Regions from separate parts of the Mus musculus genome. Here regions 1, 2, 3, 4, 5 and 6 are each linked to region 7. The links are chromatin contacts, called in public HiChIP or PLAC-seq and promoter capture Hi-C maps. All regions are on one chromosome and are shown on one strand. The core of a region is the stretch at or near the end of the contact, and the rest is flanking DNA. Distances in the headings are between cores, read along the strand shown.

Region 1 (2,700 bases), core at 184-2,683, 1.6 Mb after region 7:
ACCACTGATCTAGTGGTACACTGCCGCTTTGGCTTTTTGAGCAAGGTCTCATGTAGACCAGGGTGGCCTGGAACTTGATAGACAGTATAGGATGAACTCATACTCCAGCTTCAATATCCCAAATGCTTGGATTTACAGGCCTATAACACCATACTTAGGGTTAAATGAAGGAAAAATTGGGGGTAGGGCAATTGGGGGGGTATTAGCATAGCTAATAAAGTAGCCAAGGTCAGTGTGGTCTTGGTCCTGTTCTGCTTGGTCTGCAAGGTGGAGGGAAGCAACTGGGCTCCCTGAAGACAACTGTTCCTTCTGCAGCACATAGCTTCGTCTATGCAGGTAATTGCCCTCAGTGAGTACAGAGGAGGCATTCCCGTCCTTTGAGGCCTAGCATTGCTCTATAAAAGTATTTCTTGATCAGTCCTACTGTTCCAGGAATTCCAGGTGACTGACACAGACAATCTGAAAACACCCTTTGGCCAATCTGGAACAGAACATCGTACAAAACTGACAACGAAATGCCTATTGGTGGGGAGGCAGAGGCATTTCTGAGTTCAGATTTCTGAGTTCAAGGCCAGCCTGGTCTACAAAGTGAGTGCCAGGACAGCCAGGGCTACACAGAGAAACCCTGTCTCGAGCAAACAAACAAACAAACAAACGCACGCCAGGATTTTATCCTTTTGCTTCGTGAGTCCAGATTCAATGCTTTTTTTAGCCAAATCAGTTTCTTTAAAAAAAAAAAATAGAATTTAAAAAGAGGTTTACCTTTATGTGTATGGCTGTTTGCCTCCATGTTTGTGCACCACGTGCACGTGTGCCTTCCAGAGGGCACTTAGGGACTAGAGTTACAGCTGGTTTCGAGTCACCATATTGGGGCTGGGACTCGAACCTGGGTCTTTTGTTAGGGTAGCCATTTCCCCGTCCCCTATCCCACCCAAAACAGTTTCTAAGTACCAGTTATTTACCCATCTCACAGGTTTATCTGTAACTACTGTGTCATCACACAGATTTGCTGTGCACTTAAGTGTTAATTGCCATCAAACCCATCTAGCCTTCCTATTTCCTGTCCAAGACTAGATTTAGTACTATTTAGTAAGGCTGGGGAGAGCTGAAGAAAGCTACATTCAAAACAAAGGAAAACAAACGTTTACAACTTGGTGGGGTAGCCCATCCCTGTAATCCCAGCACCCAGAAAGGCCAGGGGAGGAGGGTAGTTCCAAGTTCCTGGCCGGGCTCCATCACATAGCTGCATGCCAGCGGACTAGTGAGGTCTTCTCCATCCGCTAACCTAAGAAGACTCCCGGCCGACCACACCCCCAAACCTGGGTGAAAACTCACCGCCGTCTCCAAGTATCGCGATAGTTCCTTCTTTCTTTAGGCTAAGTCAAAAGTCTCGCGAGAGTAGTCTGTCCAGTCACGGCGCGGATTGGCTGCGCAAGATGGCGGCGCGCTTGGAGCGTAGCATCTGCGTTTCCAGGAGCTTGGCTGTGTGAGTGGTGTGGGCTTGGTGATTGCGGGCCTGTCCGCACTCCGTCCGCCTGCTCCATTGGCCTGCGAGGTGCGTGGTTCAAAAATCTCTTATCCGGTTGCGCACAAGGATCGCCTAAGAAGCGGCTCACCTGCTTTTCTCCTCCGGTTCTCGGATCCTTGGGGGCTTACCGCTGGGTCAGAAGCCGGGGACCCGGGCGGGTGTGCGCGAAGGCCGGCGGTAGGTGGGAGGAGCTGGAGGAGAGATGGCCTCGTCCCTCGCCTAGGCCAATGCTTAGAGAGCGCTGAAACCCAGGGGAAGAAGGTGTGGATGAGCCGGGGAAGTGGCGGAGGAGAAGTCAAGTTTGTGAGGTGGGGGCGTGAAGAGAAAACGGAAGTGTTGGGGTCTAGGTGGGAGACATCTGTTGAGTTTTCTGTTCCTCCTAAAAACTTAAAAAAAACAAACCCACAAAACAGTTTGTAGGTGTAGGTGTTTTGCCAGCCTGGACGTCTGTGCAGCACGTGCACAGTGCAGGCAGAGGCCAGAAGAGGGTTGTGTCATGGCACTAGGTGAGCAGCCATACGGGTGCTGGGAATCGAGCCCTGGTCCTTTGGAAGACCAGCTGGTGCTCTTGAACGCTGGTCTGTCTCTATTGCCTCCATAGTTTGACATCATAAAAGCCAAATTTAGAGTATCCTATAAGCTTCAGTTTTAGAAGAAATGATGTGTGAAGAGATAAAGGCCAAGAGAAACCCAGGAAACATGAAGTTTTAAAGAGGAAAGAAGGCTGGCCTAGAGGTCTTTTGGGTTTTGGACTCGCTCCGATGAGCCTTTTTTTGTTATTGTTGAGACTCAACTGGGCTGCCCATTCAGAAAGAGAATGCTGTGTGTGTCTCACACAGATGGAAAGTATTTCATAGTTATTTCCTTTATTTTCTTTGGTGTTGATGACTGAGCCCAGGCCTTGCACGTGCTAGACACATGCTCTGTCACTCGGAGCTAGATCTCCTGGTGACTTCATATTCTTCCCAGTCAACCAACAGTTGAGTGCCTCCCCTTACAGGCCCTATTTTGAGTATTGGGGTACAGCAGGGAACAAATATGTTCCCTCATGAAGTTTACTGGTAGGGAAGGTTTTTTTTTTAATTAAAGCAAATGTGTGGGGAATGCCAAGTGAGTAAATTTCAAAGACAGAAGGTGGGCGGGAGGCTGGAGAGATGGCTCAGTGGTTAAGA
Region 2 (2,700 bases), core at 38-2,537, 1.4 Mb after region 7:
ACAAGCATGAGGACTTGGGTTCAATCCCCATCCATGTGATATGTGTGTGTGTGTGTGTGTGTGTGTGACTGGAGTGCACACCTGTAATCCCAGTCCTGAGGAGCCACAGACAGAGGTCCCTGTGGTTCGCTGACTAAACAATCTAGCAGAAGTGGCAAGCCAATAAGAGAGTGTCTCAAAACTAAGGGGAACAAAAGGAATAAATGAGCTGGAGAGTAGTCGAGTGGAGAGCAGCTGAGAAAGACACCAAACATCAACCCCTGGTCTCCATACACATGGGAACATATACATTCTTACTACCCCTGGCCTCCACACACACAGGAACATATTCATCTATACTACCCTGGCCTCCATACACAGGGGAACACATACATCTATACCACCCTGGCCCCATACACACAGAGACACAGACGTCTATACTACCCTGGTCCCCATACACACAGGAACATACCATACATACACACACAAAATAAATTCTGACATATGCTGCAACACCAATGGATCTGGAAGCCTCTATAGTAAGTGGCCATGGGAAAGAAGATGATAGGGAATGAAGAGCTATTATGGAGTGGGTGCAGAGATCCATTTACGATAATAAAGTGCACACTGATGCACAGCAAGGCTCGAGCGCCTAATACCACTGAGCGATGCACCTAAGGGGCTAACAAGGTATGTTTTGGAAATGTAGCTCCTAGCATGGACACCCACTCTGCATAAACCATGCATGGTGGCGTAAGCCTGTAATCCCAGCATTTGGGACGTGGAGGCAAGAAGAGGGTTAGAAGTTCAAGGTTTTTCTTAGCTACATAATGAGTTTAAGGTCAGACTGGGCTAGGTGAGACTCTGTCAGAAGGGAGAAGAGAGAGAGGGAGTCAGAGAGGGAGGGAAGAAGGAAGGAAGGGAGGGAAGGAGAAAGGGAGGGAGGAAACTTTTTCTATTATATATATTATATTAAAATGAAAAGAGTTGGTGAATGTTAGATTAAAATGATAGCTGTCAGCTGAGGGTGTCGCTCAGCCCTGGAGCACCTGCCTGGCATGCACGAGGCCAGGTTTAAGTTCCAGATCCACATCAGAACTGTTAGCAATGGTCCATCCGTTTTGGGCCTCAAGTATCCAGATGCCTAGCACAGCACTACCTAAGGCAGGGAGGGAGGGAGGAGAGAAGGAAGGGGAAGTCCTGAGTTTAGAGGAGACAAGGAAGCCAGCTCAGAAGGCAGGAAGGCCCTGGAAGCCTGCAGCGCAGGCTTTCCATCTTCCCTCCCCCTCATTCTCCTGTTTGCCACACAGTGGTTGCTATGGAAACAAGGGGCACCTTGGGCTCCTAGAGCTCAGCCCAGGTGCTGCTACTCTGGGAATAATACCAGCATGTAAGAGAAAGGCCCAGTCCTCAGGGCTTTGTGTACACACACACACACACACACACACACACACACACACACAGACACACACACACTCGTCTACCCCCAGCGCCTCCTGTCTGTCTAGTGACCTCTGTCGTCATCGGGTAGACGTGAGTGGATGCGCACATCAATCCAGCTTGCTCTGGTGGGTCCGTGGGGGTGTTTACAGTCCTGTGGGCATGTCGTGCGGTTCTGTATGCGATCACACAGCCCAGGACTATTGTACACCACCAGAAGCACTATGATTAGACACCGTGCTCCACGCTTCTCCTGAGCTATCACGCTCAAAGCTCACAGCAGCACCGTGTGTAGCACTATTAATATTCACTGGTAAGGAAACTGGAGCACAGGAAGGTTGTGTGGTTTCCCTAAGTACACCCAGAGCATGTGAACCTGACCACTGGATCTGCACTGTGGGAACAGAGCTTAAAATATATATATGTATTTGCTTATTTTAGCCAAGGTGTACCCTTTAATCCCAGCACTTGGAAGGCAGAGGCATGCAGAGCACTATGAGTTCGAGGCCAGCCTGGTTTACAGGGTGAGTTCCAGGACAGCCAGGGCTACAGAGAGAAACCCTCAAAAGAGAAAAAAAAACAAACAAAAAAAATGTATTTTTACTTTATGTATATTAGTGTTTGCCTGCATGTATGTCTGTGTACCACATGCATACCTGAAACCTGGAGAGGCCAGGAAAGGACACTAGATCTCCTGGAACTGGAGTTACAGAGGGTTGTAAACTGCCATGTAGATGCTGGGAATTGAACCCTGGTCCTTTGCCAGAGTATCCGGTGCTCTTAACCCCTGAGTCATCTTCCCCAGACCCAAAGGTGAAAGCCCTTTAAACAAACTAGATCCCAAGCAGCTGTGGCCTACCTCACCTCAAGGACCACGTCCTGCCGTGGTAACAAACACCAAGGCTTCTTGAGCCCCACCCAAGGGTGATAAAGAGGAGTCCCTCAGATGGGGCCCAAGGAGCTGCCTTTTAACCCAGCCCCTGGACTGATCTGCCTGGCCAGCAGAGTAACCAGCCACTGATTCAACCTACACTGGTCATAGCAGAATGGAGGTGGGGCTGTACCTCCTGAATCCAGCTCCTGAGCTCAGTAACTAACAGGCCTGTGAAACTCCTCCTGCAGCCGCAGCTCCTGTCTACCACAGGCATCTAAAGGCAGCCAAGCACCCAGGCCAAGCCAGCTGCTGTCAGCATCCTCCTCCCCAAGGGCAGGGCCCCGCAAGTCAGTTATGTGGCTTTGTGGCCTGCCAGGCGCGGATTTCCGCCCACTCCACCCTCTCAG
Region 3 (2,758 bases), core at 193-2,692, 1.4 Mb after region 7:
CCCTTTTCATCTGTTTCTTCCTTTCTACAGGGTCTCACTATGTAGACTAGGTTGGCCTGGAACTCACGGGGATCCACCTGTCTCTGCCTCTGCCTCCATGAGCTGGGATAAATTACAGACATGTGCACCACATCCATTTTCTTGTTTTACAAGAATATTTATTTTTAATTACATTATTATTATGCATATGAGTGTTTTGCCTGCATGGATGTATGAGCACAAGGTGGCTTCCTGGTGCCTGTGGAAGTCAAAAGATACAGATGGTTGTGACCTGCCATGTGGGTGCTGAGAATCAAACGTGGATCCTCTATAAGAGCAGCAGTGCTCTTAACCACTTGAGCCAACTCGACAGCCTGAGAATGTTATCCCCCCCCCTTACTGGTTAACCAACTACCAAAAGTCTCTTCAAGCCTGTAACCCCTGCACTTCACTTAGGAGACAATATCTGGACACAGTTCAAGTATAAGAACATGCAATTAATATCTGGAATATTATGAGTTTGAGTTTAACCTGGGATATGTGTATGTAATTCATACATACGTGCATATTTGTCTCAAAACCACAAGAGCAGAGAATGTAAGTGTGTAGCAGAGCAGCGGTTCTCAACCTGTGGATCACAACCCCTTTGAGAGTTAACTGACCCTTGCACCAGAGTTGCAAATCAGATATCCTGCATATCAGATATTTATATTACACTTCATTACAGTAGCAAGATTACAGTTAGGAAGTAAGAATAAAAAGTAGTTTTATGGTTGGGGTTCACTACAACATGTGGAACAGCATTAAAGGGTCACAGCACTAGGAAGGTTGAAAACCACTGTAGTAACCTCTTAGGGTAAGGCCTTGATTGCTATAATTCTATTTCTGATATTTATGTTTTCTTTTAATTGTTTGTTTACATGTATTTACTGTAGAGGAGGGGGTACATGTGGGAGTAAAAGGGCATTGTGTGAGAGTCAGCTCTCATTTCATCCTGTGGGTCCCCAACCATCCTGTGGGTCCCCAATCATCCTGTGGGTCCCCAACCATCCTGTGGGTACCTGGACACAGACTCGGGTCCTCAGATTTGACAGCGAACATCTTTACCTACTGAGCCCTCCCTCTTGCCAGCCCCTTGATCTTCACATTTCTGTTGTAAATATTAATACAGAACCCTAAGGGAAATGTTTTCAGAGAATCCAGGGGCATCTAATGAAGTGGCCTAGGTGGGGGTAGAAGCCCTGCCACATCTGCTTTCTGTCTTTCTGAAGTGACATGTCAAACTACAGTGTCAGGCCCCAGAGAGCAGACCCAGCACCTGCCACAGGGAATCAGGGCTGAGAAAAGACTGGCATCTTGGGCCTTTCTGCTGAATCATTTCTAGCTGCCCCGGTCACTTAAGTGACAAGATGATACATCAACTTCAGTATCGCTGAAGGGTCTGCCCTGGAGGCAGAGCTCTTCTCCCTCGGGGGTACTAAAGCCAGTCTCAGCAGCAGCTGGAGCCACTGAGAATGAAGGATCCCTGCCCAGGGTCGCCATCTCCCCCTCCCAGATTCACTCTGTGCCCCAGTTTGCAAGACCAAATGATGGCAGGAAGAGGCCACTCCTAAGCCAGCCAAAAAGTTATCCAAGCAAGCAGACACAGCTTAATCCCCCTCATCACGGAACTGGTACAAGCACAGGAGAGAACCACTGAGCCTCTCCCCACTAGAGGAGCCAATCACAGCTACAGGACTCTGAGAGGGTCATGGCCGAGGCCCTGCTGGCCTCTGGCATGCTCCCAGACACTGGTTCAGCCCCACAAGTCACCTGGTCCCTCTCAACATCTGGAGACTATTTGTGGAAAGAAGAGCTCCTGATCTGTGCCCGCCCGAGGGGAAGCTTGAAGAAGCCTTCCAGGCAGATCCTGCCAGCGATGGGCCTATTTACATAGCAGGCTATGGGCACTCAGAGCAGGAACTGCCTGCCGCACATCTCTGTCTTGCTTCCAGGGTGCATGCCTATGCTACAGGCCCTCAAAACACTATCTGCTTGTTTGCATAGATCCTACACACAGCCTCTCCTCCACTTTGTTTTTTTATGTGTGTGGGTGTTTTGCCTTTATGTGTGTCTAAGAACCACGTGTATGCATGATGCTAGGGGCAGGGGGGCGGGGGACAGTGCACAAGAGGGCATTCAATCCCCTGAAATTAGTGTTATAGACAGTTATGATCTTTCAAATGAGTACCAGGAATCAACCCCATCTCCTCTAGAGGAACAACCAATCTTCTTTACCACTGAGCCATCTTCCTAGCCCCTTCCCATACACTTTAAGATGTCTCTACCTATAATGCCTAACCCAGGAAAAATGTATGGAGTTGTTATGTTGTTTAAGGAATAGTGGGAAGAAAGGTCTACACATATTCAGTGAAAGTGTGTGTGTGTGTGTGTGTGTGGTAAGTGTGGTATGGGTGGTATGGGTGTATGTGTGGGGATATGTATGGGGGTACTTATTGTGGGAGTGTGTGTGTGTGTGTGTGTGTGTGTGTATGTCAAATATTTTGAATCTATGGTTGATTGAACTCAGGAATGTGGTCCCTGGGACTATGGAGGGCCAAGCCATAACAATCTTCAGTGGCTGTGTTTATGTGTTTACTACGGTCACCTTCCATGTCAAACACAGTTCTGTGAGGCTGCTCAGGATGAAGCATGAAGTTTCCTCTCATCTAGGAAGGAGTCGGCTCTGGCTCGGGAGAAGCTGAATGCTAGCTAAAGAAACTGAACCACCTGTGCATGC
Region 4 (2,700 bases), core at 173-2,672, 1.4 Mb after region 7:
GTGAATTCAAGGCCAACCTTGAACACTACACAGGACAGCCAGGGCTAAGCAGGGAGACCTTGTCCCAACAAAATGCTGTAGTGGGGAAAACGGCCAGTAGCTGTTATCTCAGGAACTATGACTTCCATTGTTTCCTTTGTAGCTTCCTTTGATTGCCAACTTTTATGTAAAGACTATACATGAGTTTTTCAAATCAAACATGGCTGTGGCTAGAGGCACAGGGCTTGCCCAGCACGCACCCCGTTAAGAATGAATAAATATCAAAGAGTTAGATGAGAATGCACTCGGAGGCCTCTTGCCTGTAATTCCCGAGTTCCTGCTGCATAGGTGAGCAACGTACTTGTCTCTACTGCTCATGCGCAACCCAAGGCAGGCACCCTCATCCCCGCCCCACCCCGTAATACCTCTCTGCCTCCCTTTTGTCCTCCTGCCTGGGACAGGTCTTTGCAACCTTCAAAAACTTTAGGGAAGGCTGGCATGTGGCGATCCATGTCTCCTAAGTCGGAGCACACAGAGGACACGCAGAAACAGGCGCAGGGCAGACGGTACAAGCCAGGATCGATCACAGCGGGTCCACTAGCCACCTTTGATTAAACCTTATAGCCAGACACAGGTTCTGCCAGCAAATCCACAGGCTGGTACTACATCCACCCAGTTCCTGCTGGATTCTAGTTATTTCCCAGTGTCTGAACTACTCTTTTTCTCCAACTGGTCCCCAAGAAGGTTGGGGCTGGGTGTGCCTTTCCTGGAGGAATTGTCCCATATTCGTGGGTGGAATCAAAGCCCTTCTGCTAAAGCACAAGTTTCCTCCCCCACGGACTTCGGACTCCGACTCACTGATGTGTTGATAGATCCTTCACACCCTGACATTAAATCCTTTTAGCCTAAAAGACCAACACAAAGCTCATCTTTGGTGCTTTGCCAGTGTGGGCTGAATGGAGACCGGCTCTGAGCAGCTGCACCTTGCACTAAGTTTTCTCGCAAGCCTGTTTTCCCAGGCCCTTCAGGTTCCTCCAGCTGTCTAACCTGCGTCACCCCTGCTGTAACCAAAGCTCTCTTTTTTGTTAGCAACACTTTTCTTTCCCTTGGGGGTTAGCTGCTTCTAGTTGTTTCTTCACTGACCCTCTCCACGTCAGGAGCCCTCAGAATCTGTGCGTGCTGGCTGCTTTCCTTTGACTTGGAAGCCCCCACGCTCTTAGCGCCCGTCCATTCTCTGCAATACCCACTTCACGCTATCACCAGATAGGTTCAAGGACTATACAAAAAAATTAAAATACCCCCTCCAAAACAGATCTGGGGTGGGGGGCTAATTCAAGAGTATCTCCAAGAAACAATAAACCACTGCTGACAGAAAAGTGGCTCTCAGGTTTCCCTTTTGGAAAAGGAGTAGGGGGAGGGGTAATCCATTCATGAGTTAACAGCCGGCTACATTGGTAAACTGCAGATACAGGCAGAGGCTTCTCTTGATGTGCCTTTCTGCTTAGGGATGGGCCTCCCAAGCAAGAAGAAAATGGATGTGGGGGAGGGGGGACCTGACACCTGGCCTAGGCCACAGGTATCTGTCATCTTATCTACCCAGAAAGATCACCGAGTACTCCAGCATACACACAAACCAGCAGCTGCCACCCCCTTTGCATCTTGTCCTTTGTATCTTTCTGCCTATGTGACCACAGTGCCTAGGGGCCAGTAAGACTTGAAAGCTCTGCTTCCTACTGTCTGTCGTCCATTTTGTTTGGTAGAAGCTCTACAGAGAGACAGAGACAAAGACAGACAGTCACACAGACAGAGACAGAGAAAGACATGAAGACCATTTAAATCTTCCCTCCAGAGCGAGGTATAGCGGCACTCACTGGTACTTAGAAAGCAGAGGCAAACTGATCTTTGTGAATTCAAGGCTACCGTGATCTACATAGTGAGACCCTGTCTCAAATAAAAATAAACAAACAACTAAAACATTTTTCTCTCCAGGCACATGGGGTCACAAAGGATGAGTCCAGGCACAAAGATAACAAAAGGTCTAAGGTCTCCTGAGACTCCCCTTATGAACACATTAAATCCGTGTCAGGGTTGAGAGGAGCTGGGCTGGTGATGATAGTCTGCTCACACTCTCCGTCCAACATTTCATCAGGAGAATATTCTAAAGACAGTGCCCAGGCAAGGCCAGCAGTGGCCTTCATGTGACCTCACATCCATTATGAGAGCACAGTTCCTCAATGCTGAGGAAGCAAAACCTCTGCTTTTCATAAAGAATCAGGACCTGAGACAGCCTGAGCCTCACACTGAACCCCCAAGGCGGAGGTCCCGTGAAGGGTACAGCCAAGCAGCCAGTCCACAAGTGGGGACAAAAAGAAACATCCAGTGAATGAAATGGAGGGTTTTTTGCTTCCTGTCTCATCTTTTGAGAGACTCACACATCCCAGACTGTTCTCAACTGGCTACATAGCTGAAGCTGGCCTTGAACTCCTGATCCTGCTAACTCCACTTCCAAAGAGCTGGGATCACAGGCACCTGACGTCAATCCCTTTCTGTTGTTTTTGCTATGCAGCCCTGACTGGCTTGAATATAAACTCTTCTTGCCCGTCTTTCCCACCAGTTGGAATTTCAGGGGCAAGCTACGAAGCTAGCTCAGAAATAGCATGCTTCTTCTAGATTCTAGAAAGTAGGAACATATCTTCTTTAAAATATTTTTTTAGCAAAATA
Region 5 (2,700 bases), core at 88-2,587, 1.6 Mb after region 7:
GCTCCTCCCAAGGAGTTTCTTGCTAAGTCACTGGAAAAAGCAGGCAGGATAACAAATAAAGCCAGGCACCTTGCTTTCTCCTATCTCAAGACTGAAATTCTTTCCTCTTGGGAGACGAAATCAGCCCACCGTCTCAAAAAAACATTTTCTCACCTGGGAGGCTAGAGAGGGTAAATAGTCACAGCGTTTCCTAATGGAGTGGAGAGATGGGATGAAGGGAATGATCGAGAACCTGGGAGCTCAGTGTTAGCAACGTCAAAAGACAACTCCCGTGCGAGGAGTCAGTAGCAAAAAGGAAAATCCTGCCCGATTCGGTGGGTGGATGCTGCAGATCTTTACTGAATGCAGAGGCTGGACCACCACCGCACCGGGGGGCCGAGGGCCTGAGCGGCGGGCCATCCTCCCCGGGTCCACCCTCAACCTAAGGACAAGCGGAGAACCCGACGCCTGGAAGGCCTGGTAGCTGCTGGAGCCCCGGCGGCGAGTCGCCAGCCAAGGAGGGGTGGGGACTGCGGGTTCGCTTCCGCGGCCCAGGAGGGCTGAGCCCTTTCCCCAAGATCAGAGAGCGACCTGCTATCCACGCCCTTCCCACCCAAGAATACTTTTCTTGCTAAGTCACGGCGGCAGGAGGGCGATGCCGCCCGAGAGGCCACGGCTTGAACCCTCAGCAGCCTGAGTAGCCCACTGCCAGGGTCGGAGGAACCGGAGCCAGGGCAGCGCCCTCCCAGGCCAGGGCCCCCTCCTCGGTGCCTCTCACTCAACGGCCGTCGCGGCCGCCATTTTGAGAGCGAGGAGAGGAGAAGAAGAAGGAGGAGGCAGCGGCGGCAGGGGGAGGGGAGAATGGGAGGGAGGGGACCGGCGCAGCCACATCGTCAGGCCGCCGGCCCGGCCCGCAGCCACCCGAGCGCGATGGAAGAGACAGAGGGGAGGGCGCAGAGCGTCGCCGCCTTACCGGAGCGCTGCACCACCGCCTCCGCAGGGCCTCTTCCGTCCTTCACTCCCATCCACCAGCGGGGGAGGGGGAGGGAGAGGGAAGGGAGGAAGGAGGGAGGGAGGGAGGGAGGGGGAGGATGGCGCGCTGGGCCCGGTCCCGGGGAGGGGGAGGGGAGGGCCGCGGGCGGGCTCCTCGGCCGTTCCGGGGCTCGAGCCCTAGCCCAGCGTTCGCTCGTCCTCTCGCTCGCGCCTGAGCGCTCCCCTCCGGGTCCTCCTCGCTCCCTGGACTCTCGGCTCGCTGCTCCTTCGCTCCCTCACTCGCTATCTCGGCCGCCGGACTCCGCCGCCGCCCCGCCGCTCCAGCTCCGTCTGTCACAGGAGCTGCCCCAACGCCCTGACGTCACCGCGCCGCCGCCGCCCCAGACCCGCCAGGAAGAGGGAGGGGAGCGGAGGGCCCGCGGCGCATGCGCGGGCCGGGCCTGGGCCTGGGCCTGGGCCTGGGCCGCGCGCCCTTCCGCAGGGTGAGCTGGCGGCTGTACCCGAGCCGACCGGCGAGCTTGCGTCCCGTCCGCGGCTTTTCTCGCTTCTGCCCCCTGATCCCTTGGGAAGCTTCCCTTTTGCTCTAAACTGCCTGACGGCTGGCGTCCATCACGACTCTTGCTCTGCCTCAGCGGTCACTGCGCTGTCCCGGCGGACCGCGGGTACCCGGTGCACTGGCATTTCGGCCCCTGCTGGCTAGAGCAGGAGCCAAGCCAGGATGCTTCCTTTCTGCCTTAGCCTGTGGGATTATTCCCCATCCCCCACCTACCCACCCACCCAAAAGGACCAAAGTAAATTGGTGGGCTTGGGCAGAAGAGCTGTTGAGGTTAAAAGGCAGATGGATTGCCTTGTGTTCCTTTCTGGTACAGATTTTTAATCGGAAGGAATCGCCTGTAGATGTGATTCAGCTATTCTTTTCCTTAGTCACATGTATTCATCAGAGATTCTGGAAACTGAAATCCACAGAAAGACCTGGAACTTTATTCTCTACAAGACATGTCTGTGTTTTATTATATTATGAATTGTATATTGATGACAAATCTGGGGGGATTTGATGTCAATTTATTCCACAAAGAGACACTTGATTTTTGAAAGGGAAGGTTTGGGGCTCTGAATTATTCAATATAGGATATTTAAGTATTGAATGAGATTACTTCATTATCCACTTGTGTTTTCCAGCACTGAGGCTTAACTGATTCTATTGCGTCCCTCGATGAAGGTAAATACTGTAAAAATCACTTGGGAAGCTGCAGAGTTAATGTCTCCAGTATGAATCCTGGTGTCACCACTGGGAATGTGACCTTGACTAAATTATCATATCTCTTTTTGGCCTCAGTATCAGTATAAAATAAACCCAGTAGCCAAACAAAGTGGCACATGGCACGTAGCCCAAGCTACTCAGGAGGCAGGAGACCAGCAAGAGCCCAGAAGTTCTCTGCAAGCCTCAGGAGCATCCTTTTTATAAAAAACAAAAAACAATGATGATAGTAATAAACAAGCTAGGGTGACTCACATCTGTAATGCTAACACTGAGGAGACGGAGGCAGGAGACTTGCCACGAGTTTGAAGCCAGCATGGTGTATATAGTAAGACCCTATCTTAAAATAATGATTTAAAGCTGGACATGGTGTTTTAATATCAGCACTTTGGAGGCAGAGACAGGTGGATCTTTCCAAGTTCAAGAGCCTTCTCTACCCAGTGAATTCCAGGACAGACAACTACATAGAG
Region 6 (2,700 bases), core at 178-2,677, 1.3 Mb after region 7:
TAGACATGAATCTCCCTTGGGCTCAGCATCATCGGTCATTAGAAAAAAAGGCAAATTAAACACAGTGAGCTGCCAAGCATACACCCACTGAGGTGTATATTACTAAAACACTAAAAATTGACAGTGGTCAATGTCAGTAAAAAGACAGAGCAGCCAGGACCTAATGGCATTGCTGGTGCCATGCAAAATGGTCTCAAATGACGTTTAAGATTTAGGGTGGAGGATGTAGCTCAGAGATACACTTGCCTAGCATGCACATGCACTGCAAGAAAAAATAATAACAAAATAAAGATTTTTACCATGCCGAGCATGATGGCACATGCCTGTAACTTCAGCACTCAAGAGACTAAGGGAGAAAGATACTTGCAAGGTTAAGACCAGACTAGTTTATAGAATGAGACTCAGGTCTCCTAAAAAGAAACAACAAAAAGCTCACTACTCTTTAATGTAGTGATTCTATTCCTTGATAATCCAAGAGAAGGGAAGATACAAGTCCAAACAGATAATACGACAGCAGTCATAGCTTTTGGCTATGAGTACAGCCCAAACCAAAAAAAAAAAAAAAAAAAAAAAAACCAAAAAACCAAAAAACAAAAAAACTCAGTTGTACCTCAACTGGAACACAAGCAAACCAACTGTGATGTCTTCATGTGACAGAGTATTGCTCAGTAATAAGGGGAGGTAGAGGGGTGGGGCTGGCATCAGGAAGAAAGTAAAGAGATGGACTGGCCATGGGTCCGTGTGACAGGTTAAGGAGGGAGGTAGTACATGGGCAAGCAGTAATCCTAGGGGGAAAAGGTGAGCTGAGCCTCAACCCAGAGGGATGCAGCAACGCTCATCAGATGTCTGCTTCCGTCTTGCATACGAAGGTTGTTCAGCTGCCTCGCCTATGACTGTGGTTAAGTGGGAGGAGGGATCAGTGGCCCTGGGGGACAAAGCCCTGAAGGACCAACATAGGAATAGACAGTCTGCACCTTTCTCAGGAGAACCCTAGCCTCCACTACCTTCTCCAAAGGAGACCATATGACTCAGAGTGCCCCAGGGTTTCATGAGGTCTTTAGAAACTAAACGAGGGTCACAGGCCAGCTACCAGCCTATTCGGGACTCCAAGAACAACTCTGCCATTTCGGGTCATAGCCATCCCATGCCCTAGAGAAATCAGTGTCTAGGAGATGCCTTGACAGAAGAGAATCTGATGGCCATTGGCCCTAATTCCTTCCCCTCCTCAGTACAGAGAGGTCTGCTCTACAGCCCCAGCGGGCAGCCCAACCTTGCTTCCTAACCTTGCTTCCTATGGCCTCTTCTGACTCCCTCTTCTTCTCCACCACCTCCCTCCTCCCCACTAAGAAGCCACTTTTAATCTGTGAGCTTGTCACATGCTGAACCATCTGGCTTCCTCTGCTAAGTTAAGGTCCCCTGTAGAGGCTCTTTGAGGGTCAAGGACCAGTGCTTCTGGGTGTTCTCAGGGGAACCCACACAAAGCCAGTCAAGTACACTGTAGAGTCTGCTAAATGCCTACTGGTTCTTGTGAACATGAAAAGCAAACTCATGAAGACTAAAACCCTGGCAGCAATCCAGTGCACATCCAGGCAGCCAGCCCCCAACCCCACTCCCATCCTACCCTGCCCATCCTCAGCCTGGGAACTGGGCTCCCGTTTCAGCCCATCTGCTCAGCTTTTTCTCAGCTTCATATTGGGGGTAGGCAATCCCCTAGGAAAACAAGCTGCACAGAGGGAAAGGAGGACTGGACTATATCTGTCTATAAAGGAAATGGATCGTCAATCCCGGATCCAAAGGAGCATTCTGCACCGGGGTCACACTACCAAGGGAACAGATGAGCCCTTCTCTTGCCAGGTACCTGCTCAGGTGGCAGGAAAAAAAATATTCAAGGGGCTGAAGAGATGGTTCTGACAGTAAAATACTTGCCAGGTAAGTATAAAGACTTGAATTCAATCCCCAGAACACATTAAAATGCCAGGCATGGGGCCAACAAATATGGTTCAGCAGGTAAAGGCACTTGCTGCCAGACCTAATGACTTGAACTCCATACCTGAGACACATAGGATGGAATGAAAGAATCAACTCCTACAAGATGCTCTCTGACCTCCAAACTTGAGATGTGGTACATGCACATACATACACACTCACGCACACACGTGCACACATACTCACTCACAAATACACACACACAATTAAATAAACAAATTTAAAGCCAGGTTCAGTACTATTAACCTTAACTCTGGAGAGACAAAGACAGACTACTGGATAGATATGATACCCTGGGGCTTTGGGGCTTGCTGGCCAGCCAACCTGGCTTACTTGGCAAGCTCTCAGCCAGTGAGAGACCTCGTCTCAAAAAAATATCATGGAATTTGTATAGAAATATCAAGGGACTTGTAAAGAAAAGAGGCTCAGTAGGCATGCAAGGGTGAGGACAAGAAAGGGTAATGAAGTGTGATTATCAAATATCGTGTGTGTGTGTGTGTGTGTGTGTCTGTGTGTGTATGTGTGTGTGTCTGTGTGTCTCTGTGTGTGCATATGAAATTATCAAAGCATAAAATATTCAAAATAAAAATACGATTGTCTGATATCACCCTGGAAACAGAAACAAAAACAGGGATATGAGGAGAGATGGGGGGGGGGCAAGCTGGAGAGACGGCTCAGTGGTTTAGAGCACTGACTGCCCTTCCAAAGGACCTG
Region 7 (2,743 bases), core at 219-2,718:
CCATTGACTAAATCTAACCCTTCAATAGCAATGATTTTTAGGGCTACAGGTGCTTGGTCGTTAATTATCTGAAACACTTCTCCAAACACTCCTTCCCCAATCTTCTCACACCGTTCCAGTTTTTCCGTGGAAAGGCAATCACTAAAGGGGATGGGCCCTTCCTGATTACACTCCCCATAAACCTTTTCAGCATAAGATGGCCTTTGGTCTGTGACATGCAGGGTCTTTAAGGGACTTAGCAAATACACAGAAGAGCATCGAGAAGAAACAGTAAGGTGTGCTCTGTTCTTGATAGGAGGGGTCGAACATTCAGACAGGAGGGACCTGGAGGAAGAACTGGCAACAGAACTGCATACCTCTATCACACTGGTTATAATTTTCTTCTTGTGGAAACCGAAGGAGGCTCTGGTTTTGGTCCAAGAATCCCTCTGGCTAGTATTCAAGTTCCATAAGGAGACTGACGCTTTCCTTTTCTTCTTAGATTGGTGGTAGTGGCGGGGAGGGGTTCCCGTTGCTTCTTGCTGTTTCCTCTTCCGGAGTGGCCCAGTTCTCTTAGGCCTGCTGATTTCCCCTGGTACACGAAGGTCTTTGCAAGCACTGGACTCCTCATAGTCTCTCTGGTCGACTCCTTGGGACACAACCTTTTTACACGCGGCCTTTCTCTTTCCCGGGCTTGTCAGATCAGGGTCCGTTAGTCTGTTTCCCATCTGCTGTCTTCTTTCACAACACGATTCCTTCACATTCTCCCCATCTGTCCCAAACTTGTTCTCTTCTGTGGCCCCTGAGTTCACAAGGCTAAAGAGAGATGACCTGAAGCTGGCTTCGGCTCGGAGGGCCCTCCCGGTGTACCTGTCACCGGTTGCTGCCACCTGGGGGCAGGGCACAGACGGTTCACTTAGGGAGGCTGCCGGCAAGTGGAAGCTCCCGGGGACTGCAGAGTCAGCATACAAAGGGTCGGGGGCTCCGGGCGAGGCCGGAGAGCTGAAGAGGGAGGCACTGGTGCCCAGCTCGTTGCTGTCCCTGGACTGGATGCACACACTGTGGTCCGACCCGAGGCAGCCCGGGCTGCAGTTGGGGAAAGGTGGCGGTCGCAGCCGGCTGCACGGGGTGCTGCACTTCTGCGGGAGCCGAGGTCGCAGCCTTTGGACTCTTGGAGTGTTTGTCAGGGTCCGCTGGTTCCGGGAGCCGCTGCCCCGAGGACGCCTCCGCCGCTGGCCCACGAGGCTGCCGGGGAAGTCGGGGTCGTCCGGGTCGTCGGAAGCGACAGCCGGCGACTCGTTACTGTCGCTGAGGCTGCTGCTGAAGGCGCGCTTCAGGTTCGGCGGCTGGAACCATTGCTCAGCCAGCCCGCCAGGCTGCCGCTGCGACCCCCGGACGCCCCTCGCCGCGTACGTTCGAAAGAGCCGGGTACCCGACCGCGGGTGAGCCTGTGCCATAGCGAGCGCCCGCCCGGCGTTTCAAACAGAAACACCGCGAGACTGCGGCGAGCGCGCGAGCGCCCGTCGGCCCGCTGGGTCCTAGCGCCGGCCCTCGGCTGCGCAGCCTGCCTGACCTCCCGGAAGCCGGCAGGGGGCAGATGCCTAGCGGGACTTGGAGCTCAGGGTGGCTCAGCAAAGGCTCTCTTTTCAGGACCACACTGAGTGCACCCAGAGTCAAGAGCCTGCGTGTGGAAGCGATCCTGTGCAGGTGAGCGAAGTCGTCTCAAGAGCCCGAGAGAGGGATGTGGAGAGCCTCTTGAGAGGGTGACTGCTTCTGCAGTGTTCTTTCTGAGACTTTCAGCCTCTCTGGTCCTGTTTGCCAGGATAACTGACACTTGGCTTGGGCGAAGGGGACTTGCTCAAATGTCTGCTCTGGGACCTTGGATGCCCTATCTTAGATATTCAGATTTTCAATCCTAAAACACGAAAAGGGAGTAAGCAGACTCACCTTTTGCTTTTGCAGCATGTAAAAGAATGGCATTCAGTGGTCTGTGCTATCACATCTAATAAAGAAAATGTAACCGTGGCCGCAGAGATCTCCGTGGGCCACACTAAGCAGGTACTTGAGACTGAGAGACTGCAGATTGGGTCGTCCAATCCTAGAGGACCTATCCTCTAAGAAAGGATAATAGCATCTGAAAGGTGCCGTTCAAAATAGATCATTTGATTGGCCTGTCTCAAACAGCTCTTAGCAAGTTACTTAGTAGGGATTTTAATCTTTTTCCATACTAAGACATGTTGGAATGACCTGTGATTACCTCTTTGTTTCATCCCCAAGTGTATCCCAGCAGCAAACCCTGCCATCCCACCTTCAGAATACATATGAAATCACTTCTCTCTGTCTCTATTGATGTGGCTGTAATTTAGGTCACCGTCTCTGGCCTGTTGCATAACCTTGGACATGCCCTCTTTGTCTTGGCTTCCCCCCTAACCAGTACAAATAGTTCTTCAAGAGCTGGAGGGCCAGGCGTGGTGGCACACACCTTTAATCCCAGCACTCAGGAGGCAGAGGCAGGCGGATTTCTGAGTTCAAGGCCAGCCTGGTCTTCAAAGTGAGTTCCAGGATAGCCAGGGCTATTACAGAGAAACCCTGTCTCGAAAAAAACCAAAAAAAAAAAAAAAAAAAAGAGCTGGAGAGGTGGCTCAGCAGTTCAGAGCATGCGCTCTTACAGAGGATATGTTGCTTCGGCTCCTAGCACTCAAGTTGGGCAGCTCACAACTACTTGGGACTCCAGCTGTTGGAGGATCTAACTTCCTCTCTTGGT

What was found. Promoter capture Hi-C pulls out the DNA fragments that hold promoters and counts their contacts. HiChIP or PLAC-seq counts read pairs in DNA pulled down with a chosen protein or histone mark.
Region 1: a promoter capture Hi-C map of hippocampal neurons shows a contact between it and region 7, with 13 times the contacts expected there. The contact joins the promoter of Mettl16 here to the promoter of Haspin in region 7. A contact is called at or near these places in 4 of 39 promoter capture datasets (cranial neural crest, embryonic stem cells, hippocampal neurons and 1 more), 2 of 115 datasets of contacts at active chromatin or transcription factors (both in embryonic stem cells) and 1 of 9 other capture datasets (embryonic stem cells).
Region 2: a promoter capture Hi-C map of hippocampal neurons shows a contact between it and region 7, with 17 times the contacts expected there. The contact joins the enhancer-like site here to the promoter of Haspin in region 7. A contact is called at or near these places in 14 of 39 promoter capture datasets (the 3T3-L1 cell line, 3T3-L1-derived adipocytes, the C10 cell line and 8 more), 1 of 15 datasets of contacts at CTCF or cohesin (embryonic stem cells), 5 of 484 Hi-C or Micro-C datasets (bone marrow-derived macrophages, cortical neurons, myocytes and 2 more), 7 of 115 datasets of contacts at active chromatin or transcription factors (embryonic stem cells, epiblast stem cells and large pre-B cells) and 2 of 9 other capture datasets (adipose tissue and embryonic stem cells).
Region 3: a promoter capture Hi-C map of hippocampal neurons shows a contact between it and region 7, with 14 times the contacts expected there. The contact joins the enhancer-like site here to the promoter of Haspin in region 7. A contact is called at or near these places in 5 of 39 promoter capture datasets (the C10 cell line, cranial neural crest, hippocampal neurons and 2 more), 6 of 115 datasets of contacts at active chromatin or transcription factors (the NIH/3T3 cell line, a beta-TC-6 cell line, embryonic stem cells and 1 more) and 2 of 9 other capture datasets (adipose tissue and macrophages).
Region 4: an H3K27ac HiChIP or PLAC-seq map of T-cell acute lymphoblastic leukemia shows a contact between it and region 7, with 15 times the contacts expected there. The contact joins the enhancer-like site here to the promoter of Haspin in region 7. A contact is called at or near these places in 2 of 39 promoter capture datasets (embryonic stem cells and hippocampal neurons), 3 of 15 datasets of contacts at CTCF or cohesin (the NIH/3T3 cell line, embryonic stem cells and stem cell-derived epiblast-like cells), 9 of 484 Hi-C or Micro-C datasets (the Ba/F3 cell line, adipose-derived mesenchymal stem cells, bone marrow-derived macrophages and 5 more), 13 of 115 datasets of contacts at active chromatin or transcription factors (T-cell acute lymphoblastic leukemia, embryonic forebrain, embryonic stem cells and 4 more) and 4 of 9 other capture datasets (adipose tissue, embryonic stem cells, liver and 1 more).
Region 5: a FOXA1 HiChIP or PLAC-seq map of pancreatic cancer cells shows a contact between it and region 7. The contact joins the promoter of Pafah1b1 here to the promoter of Haspin in region 7. A contact is called at or near these places in 4 of 39 promoter capture datasets (cranial neural crest, embryonic stem cells, hippocampal neurons and 1 more), 8 of 115 datasets of contacts at active chromatin or transcription factors (bone marrow-derived macrophages, cardiomyocytes, embryonic stem cells and 4 more) and 2 of 9 other capture datasets (adipose tissue and embryonic stem cells).
Region 6: an H3K27ac HiChIP or PLAC-seq map of large pre-B cells shows a contact between it and region 7, with 10 times the contacts expected there. The contact joins the enhancer-like site here to the promoter of Haspin in region 7. A contact is called at or near these places in 6 of 39 promoter capture datasets (the C10 cell line, cranial neural crest, hippocampal neurons and 3 more), 6 of 115 datasets of contacts at active chromatin or transcription factors (the NIH/3T3 cell line, a beta-TC-6 cell line, bone marrow-derived macrophages and 3 more) and 2 of 9 other capture datasets (adipose tissue and embryonic stem cells).

What each region holds. Positions count from the first base shown.
Region 1 is chr11:74,769,430-74,772,129 of GRCm38.p6, forward strand. It overlaps Mettl16 (methyltransferase like 16), which reads left to right and starts at 1,434. Exons shown (of 10, transcript NM_026197.3): 1 at 1,434-1,555.
Region 2 is chr11:74,553,559-74,556,258 of GRCm38.p6, forward strand. The region is part of intron 2 of Rap1gap2 (RAP1 GTPase activating protein 2); the gene reads right to left. Among named protein-coding and RNA genes, the nearest start is that of Rap1gap2, 35 kb to the right of the region's middle. Within about 2 kb of position 1,288, at least 92 of the 459 cell types and tissues checked have an H3K27ac peak or open chromatin away from gene starts, as enhancers often do. A contact at or near this core is called in cortical neurons, epiblast stem cells, hippocampal neurons and 2 more, where this site is marked.
Region 3 is chr11:74,497,944-74,500,701 of GRCm38.p6, forward strand. All of the region lies in intron 2 of Rap1gap2 (RAP1 GTPase activating protein 2), which reads right to left. Among named protein-coding and RNA genes, the nearest start is that of Rap1gap2, 91 kb to the right of the region's middle. Within about 2 kb of position 1,443, at least 25 of the 459 cell types and tissues checked have an H3K27ac peak or open chromatin away from gene starts, as enhancers often do.
Region 4 is chr11:74,530,354-74,533,053 of GRCm38.p6, forward strand. The region is part of intron 2 of Rap1gap2 (RAP1 GTPase activating protein 2); the gene reads right to left. Among named protein-coding and RNA genes, the nearest start is that of Rap1gap2, 58 kb to the right of the region's middle. Within about 2 kb of position 1,423, at least 19 of the 459 cell types and tissues checked have an H3K27ac peak or open chromatin away from gene starts, as enhancers often do. A contact at or near this core is called in T-cell acute lymphoblastic leukemia, where this site is marked.
Region 5 is chr11:74,723,047-74,725,746 of GRCm38.p6, forward strand. Pafah1b1 (platelet-activating factor acetylhydrolase, isoform 1b, subunit 1) reads right to left here and starts at 1,338. Exons shown (of 11, transcript NM_013625.4): 1 at 953-1,338.
Region 6 is chr11:74,478,469-74,481,168 of GRCm38.p6, forward strand. The region is part of intron 3 of Rap1gap2 (RAP1 GTPase activating protein 2); the gene reads right to left. Among named protein-coding and RNA genes, the nearest start is that of Rap1gap2, 110 kb to the right of the region's middle. Within about 2 kb of position 1,428, at least 19 of the 459 cell types and tissues checked have an H3K27ac peak or open chromatin away from gene starts, as enhancers often do. A contact at or near this core is called in hippocampal neurons, where this site is marked.
Region 7 is chr11:73,136,826-73,139,568 of GRCm38.p6, forward strand. Haspin (histone H3 associated protein kinase) reads right to left here and starts at 1,469. Exons shown (of 1, transcript NM_010353.2): 1 at 1-1,469. The coding sequence starts at 1,436. Itgae (integrin alpha E, epithelial-associated) reads left to right here. Exons shown (of 31, transcript NM_008399.3): 27 at 1,630-1,686; 28 at 1,942-2,037.